Linked DNA regions of Oryctolagus cuniculus: region 2 is linked to region 1. A link is a contact called in public Hi-C data. All regions are on one chromosome and are shown on one strand. The core of a region is the stretch at or near the end of the contact, and the rest is flanking DNA. Distances in the headings are between cores, read along the strand shown. Region 1 has its middle 280 kb from the start of ETS1. Region 2 has its middle 45 kb from the start of ETS1.

Evidence for each region. A called contact is a pair of places that touch in the nucleus more often than the background predicts.
Region 2: a contact with region 1 is called in a Hi-C map of embryonic fibroblasts, with 2.1 times the contacts expected there. The contact joins two enhancer-like sites. A contact is called at or near these places in 3 of 6 Hi-C or Micro-C datasets (embryonic fibroblasts, psoas muscle and an unstated tissue).

The regions. Positions count from the first base shown.
Region 1 is chr1:121,822,546-121,825,441 of mOryCun1.1, forward strand. No RefSeq gene overlaps it. Among named protein-coding and RNA genes, the nearest start is that of ETS1, 280 kb to the right of the region's middle. Within about 2 kb of position 1,641, at least 1 of the 8 cell types and tissues checked has an H3K27ac peak or open chromatin away from gene starts, as enhancers often do.
Region 2 is chr1:122,144,001-122,147,011 of mOryCun1.1, forward strand. It overlaps a transcript of ETS1 not described here. Among named protein-coding and RNA genes, the nearest start is that of ETS1, 45 kb to the left of the region's middle. Within about 2 kb of position 1,736, at least 1 of the 8 cell types and tissues checked has an H3K27ac peak or open chromatin away from gene starts, as enhancers often do.

The sequences.
Region 1 (2,896 bases), core at 391-2,890:
AGCATGAGTTAACTGATCGAAGACTGCACGCGTTTTCCCTCTTGTCACCCACAGTTGTTTTGATTTTACTGTCACCCAGACGTTAGTAAGCCACAGCCAGGCTGCAGAAGAAATCCAGTCATTTATGCTATCAGTAGATAATCTTCCATCTGCTATTTTCCACTCTGATAAGCTTTTCTGATCAAAGAACTAAGGTCTTCAGGTCAAAGAAGACCTTTTCATCCACAGCGTTCTTTCAGTTAGAGAAATTGTACCACACTGGAGGGTGGAATCCTATAATTGAAAAGATCTACAGAAAAAGTCATTTAGCTTTCTTCTGGTGTCTTTTTGAGGCTGGAAGGGGTTAAAACTTGCTAAAACAGACAGCCACAGCCGTTGGTGCCTGTTAGCAACGTTTCTGTCCTGTGGAGTCTTGTAATCAGAAATCCTCGCTGCTCTTCTCTTCTTCTTATTGTTGCTCTTGACATTGGACACACAAGTCCCTCCTCAAATTTATTCTTCCTTGTCCTGTCCTCTGCAGAGCTGGCCTGAACTTCAGAAAGAGGTACACAGTGCAAAATGCACTCTAACAGTGCCTTCTGGTACATGCAGATTCCTCTCAGGAAATATATTTTGCTTAACAAAGAAGGTATTCAGAAGCTGTATCATAACCTCATTTTAAAAATTGAGTTTTGTCTGATCTTCTGTATATATAGAAAATTGAAAATGAATCTTGATGTGAATGGAAGGGGAGAGAGAGCGGGAAAGGGGAGGGTTGCGGGTGGGAGGGAAGTCATTGAGGGGGGGCAATGTAATCCATAAGCTGTACTTTGGAAATCTATATTCATTAAATAAAAGTTTAAAAAAATGAGTTTTGTTTAAACAGAAATCCTTCCAAGATAAGAAAAAAGACCAAGAGAAATTAACTTACTCTTCTTAACACATTTTGGTATTCATAAAATTAGGATTAAACCTGTTCTTACTTTTCATCAAATGACTGCCTACATGTAAAGTCCAATTGAATTCTCCCAAATCATTTGAACCCTAATACATTTCCAGTAGTCTGGGGTGGGTGGCATCATGTCTTCTAACATCGTGCCACTAGGGGGAGTGAAACCCAGCAATCTGCAAACTACGCCTGGCCAGAACCCCAAGGTTGGCTGTTTCACCTTTCTGTTTAAACCAATGATCCTCAGCTCAGTTGCCCCAGAAAAACAGGAGCATCTGGTGTGCTGTGTTTATTCTGAGGTTACGATTTCTAAAAATAGTTTTCTGAAAAATCTCCCTGGCCGCTGGGAAGCACGCAGGCAAGTGGTGAGCCAGGAAGTAGGAGGCTCTCTTGCCTCGGGGGACCCTGGAGACTGGAAGAGTGGGACAAGAATGCACTCCAAGAGCACAAGCGAGAGCGGGGGCTGCAGGGCAGCGCTGCAGGTGTCTGTGAGGCCCAGGCCAAGCCAGACTCGCTGACCCCTCCGGGAAGCAGGGAGTCAGCTGGGAGAAGCCACAGAGGAGGAGGAGGGCGGCTCCTACCCTGAGGCTGCGGTGGCCCACACAGGTGTCATGGGAAGGGGTGGGTGTCACTCTGGATGACAGATTGGCTTCAGCCAGATGGTGGCGGGTGAAAGAGGCCTCACCAACCTCTGCTGGCCTTCCAGACAGCGCAAGAGCACACGTGTGTGTGTGTGTGTGTGTGCACATGCGTATACTACAATGGTGGGATGTGGGCAAAGCAAAACTCTGGCGAGTTCTTCCCATTTTCCATATCCAATTCTCATTTCCATGATTTCAGTTCCTTAGAGAATGTCAGCACTTGTCGAGTCATTTTCATTATTTAGTCTCCACCCTAAAATTCCCTCAAGATCTAAAGGCAAGAACGTCCCCCAGAGGGATCTCTGTGCCTCTGGAGGATAATTCAGACAACCTCCCTGGAGGTCCCCAGCTCGGAGGCTGCCTACGCTGCCACCATGTCTTCAGCAACTCTCGCCTTTCTTTCCTCCCTGTCGCCACCTTGCCTCGCCAGGGAGGCATCAACTGGACGCTCCCTCCGGGGACTGGGGCCTCTAAGAGAAGTCCCGGATTATGGCACACAGAGAATGGGAGACCCTGGGGCAGAAAGCACGCACCCAGAGAGCTCGGCTGCTCCCCTGTCGCACAGGCAGCAGCTCCTCCCGGCCTCCTCCAAGGATGACGCGTTTCTTCATTCCCCTGATGAGTTTATGGGAGAACGTCGTCTATCAGACGCAGGACAAGTCTGTCATCGGAACATTTAGTGCAGCAGCCGAAATTGACAGTTTCCGAGCCTTTGTGGTCAGGCAGAGAGAAGACCGGGAAGAGTGGGAAGAGAATTCTGGGTTCTGGTGCCTGCTCTATTGGTCTCGAACGCTAGCTTCAGGCAGTTCGCTTTCTTGGTCTGTGAAATTGAGAATGTTAGGTGAGATTTTCTGTTAGATGATCTCTGGTCCCGAAGGTGCATGCTGTCTGTCTGGTGAACATGGGGAATCTCCTGCCACATTTAATCGACGACCACCACCTCAGAGTGAAACGTGAAAGGCCTGGGACAAAGCACGTGCCAACCTCAGGGTGCCTCGCCAGTCTGTGTAGGAGGAAACGAATGTAAGAAGGGAGCCGACTGCATGCATTCTGCCTCATATGGTTATCTCTAGGGCTTGTGCCCGTGCAAGCAAGATGAGGGTGTGGAGGAAGGGGAGGGGGACACACTGTCAAATGTCAAGTGTTGAGCGAAGGCTTTGAACTCTGACAATTGAGATTTCCGGTAACTTTGCCTCCACTTCTGCAAAAGGGGGGCGGGGGGTAGCAGAGAAAAAGAAAGAGACAAAGAGAGAGAACTGAAAGTGATCCAAACATGAGGCCATCATCATGCAGATTTCGTGTGAATATTAGGCAATAATAATATCTA
Region 2 (3,011 bases), core at 486-2,985, 320 kb after region 1:
TGATGACATAAATTAGGAGGGTGGAATACAATGCCACTTTTGATTGTGTTTAGATGGATTGAAGACAGAGCAAGTTGGTGATGGGGACCCAGAGGTGAATACAAGACAGGAGAGGACCAGAGAGAGCACAAAAGATCAAGTTAGAGCGCAGATTCATGGGGAAGGCAGCTAAAACGAAAGAGCCAGGGTCAACTGTGGGTCTGTAAAGTTGCCTACAGTCAGGAGGAGAAAGGAGGGGACCAAAACAATAAAGAAGTTCCAGCTGAAGGCATAGGAGGATGATATGTGTACAGGGTTAGGGAAACTAAGAGTTGAGCCCTCAGTAGCAGGGGACATAGCCAAGCAGCTGAGAGCCACAGGGTCCCCCTGGCCTCTCAGGCGAGTACATCCCTGCCTTATCCCATCACTCACGGCGTGATGAGCCCCCTAGGGGACAGCACAGCTCTCCCTTCACCTCCAGGTCACTAGAGGACACAAGCCTGCCACCTAAAATTGCTCCCCATGTGATCCTGGGCACAATGACGTGGAGTTCCGGAAGTCTGGAAGCCAGCAGGACAAGGGACACACCCTTGTCTCTGCTCCACTCTGAACATGACCTGGTTCTGACCGCTCCCACCTCAGGCGACCCCTGCCACTTCGGTACAGGGTTCATCTGTCTGTGACTTCTCCCCAGCTCCACTTCCGCATGCCCCAGGGTAAGGGACTGTCCCTGCCTAGTGCAGCAGGCACCACCCTTCTCCAGCACTTGTGGTTCTCTGTCTACAGCCAAGTCTTCCCCACCCCTCCAGTCCTGCCATCGCTCAGCCATTCCTTTTGCTCAATCTTTCTCCTCTCTGCCCCCCTCCAAATCCCACAACCTTGGGAAAGAGGGGTTAGGAGAACACCAGTGTGTGCAGTCTCTTCTCCCAGTTAGTATCTGTGCTTAGCTAAGCTGCCTGCAATGTCCAGGTGTTTGCTTCTCAAACTTTCAGTACCCAACTTTAGGTGTGGGTTACTCACTGCGTCAACTCTATGGGGGCACATCGCTCTGCTTTGGTTAATTTCAGAACCTAGGGCTGGCCTTGGTCGAGGGCTATAGACATATAAGACACAACAAATATTTCTGGACGCTTCTGCTTTTTAAACATGTTTTGCACCTAGTGAGGAAGCCAAACTCACCCAGGGTAGATAGGCACTGTGATTCGCCATCCACAGGATACAGCTGTGTCATGGTCTGGCGGTGTCTTAGACGCTCATGCACTCTACCAGAAAGACAGAGGGCTGGAGGCCAGGAAGCCTGGGTTCAAGTCTTGCTCTACCACGAAGGAGCCCTGTGACTTCCGGTTTAACACTCAGTGCTTTTGCTTCCTGAGAAGGCTGGCCGGGAGGACCTCCGAATTCTTTGCCAACTCCAGATCTCCTTTTCGCTGATCCCTCCACATTCCTTCTCCTGACCTTGTGGCTAACAAGCTTGGGTGGATAAAGTACCAGGGCAGGGTGAGGAAGCCTAGAAAGCTAAAGGTTGTCAGAATCATGGTGTGGGTTCCTGACAATGTGCCCTTACAATGTAGGAAAGCCCTGCTGTTTGTCTTCCCTCTTCTCCCAAACCATGCTCAAACACCGTTTTGCCAACACATTCCCTGTGTTTCAATAGAGGACAGCAAACCTCGGGAAGTACCTTGCTTATGGGGCTCTTACACTGGCTCTCACTTGGTAGGTGCTTGAAGATGGCTTGTACAGGACACAGGCCAGCTCTCAGCTCGACGAGCTTTCACTCTTGACCCTGGGCTGAACAACTCCATGGGCTTCTATTAGATTCCAGATTCCCCCGTCCTCAGAAGATGCTGTGGGAGGGAGCAGCCCCTTCCATGGACTGACACTTTTGGATGAGCTGTCCTGGCAACACCAAGGAGCTCTGGTCAGACTGCATTTGGCCCCAAAGGACATGGCGGGGAAGGGGCTTCTTGGACGCATGTGTCCCGAAGGTCACACTGGTCCCGCTGCTTTGAGACGCAGAGGGTAAGGAGACAAAGTCGAAATCCGCCCGGTCCTCCTGCCTGTGCCTATCACGGAGGCGGGGGACGATGGTGGTGTGGCCACCAGGAGAGGCAGGAACAGACAAAATAGGAAACTCTCAAAGGGCAATTTAATTTTAGACTCAAGGCCAGGAAATTCTTTGTGAAACAATAAGAGTGATGGGCTTGGTCCTTGGTGAAAGGGCAGGGCTGACATGGCAGGTTTCTGAGAGAGAAACAATTCGGAAGCGCAGTGCAGGGTGCTGAGAAGAGAGAACCTAACTTTGCTCTCAAAGCAAAGCTGTGCTCGCCTTCTGTGCGGATCACCTGGGCAGCCCGCCATGTCAGCGACAACACGGCAGCAATGCAGACCAACCTGAGAACCCAGCGGCTGCCTCTTGCAGCAGCCAGTGCTCAAGAGAACATAGCCTGGGGGTACAGAGGGCTGCGACCTTGGAAACCACTGTCCTGGGAGCCTGGAGTTGCCACACCCTGCTGAGTGATCACAGGTGATATTATGGGTAGCATGTGTCAGCTTCTAGTCCCACAGATCCTCCTGTCTCCACTCAGCATGGAGCCTCCCAACTGCATGGCACTACAAGGTGTCAGCTCCTAGGCATCTCGTGATACGGAGATGCAGGGTGGCGTCAGCTCGGAACATTGGTGTGGGACAGGGTTGGGAGAACTTACCATGGCTAAGAGACTACCCAGCAATTCCAATTTGTTCAGCAGCCTACAAAGGGGAATTTGGATCTTTTTTTTTTTTTCTAAATCAAAGAAGACCAATTTTCCATCCACAAGGCATATGGATGCATTAATGAAAGTCTGTTTTAAAAGTTCTTACAAATAATCAGATATCTGAAGAAGATGAACCACGGTCGGATAGTAAGGAGCTGCTATGATTTGAATGAGTCCTCCAGAATGCATAAGTTGAATCTGAATCACCATGACAGTGCTACAAGTGAGTCTTCATGGGTGACTAGGTTGTGAAGGAAGAATCCTCAGGGACCAGGACAC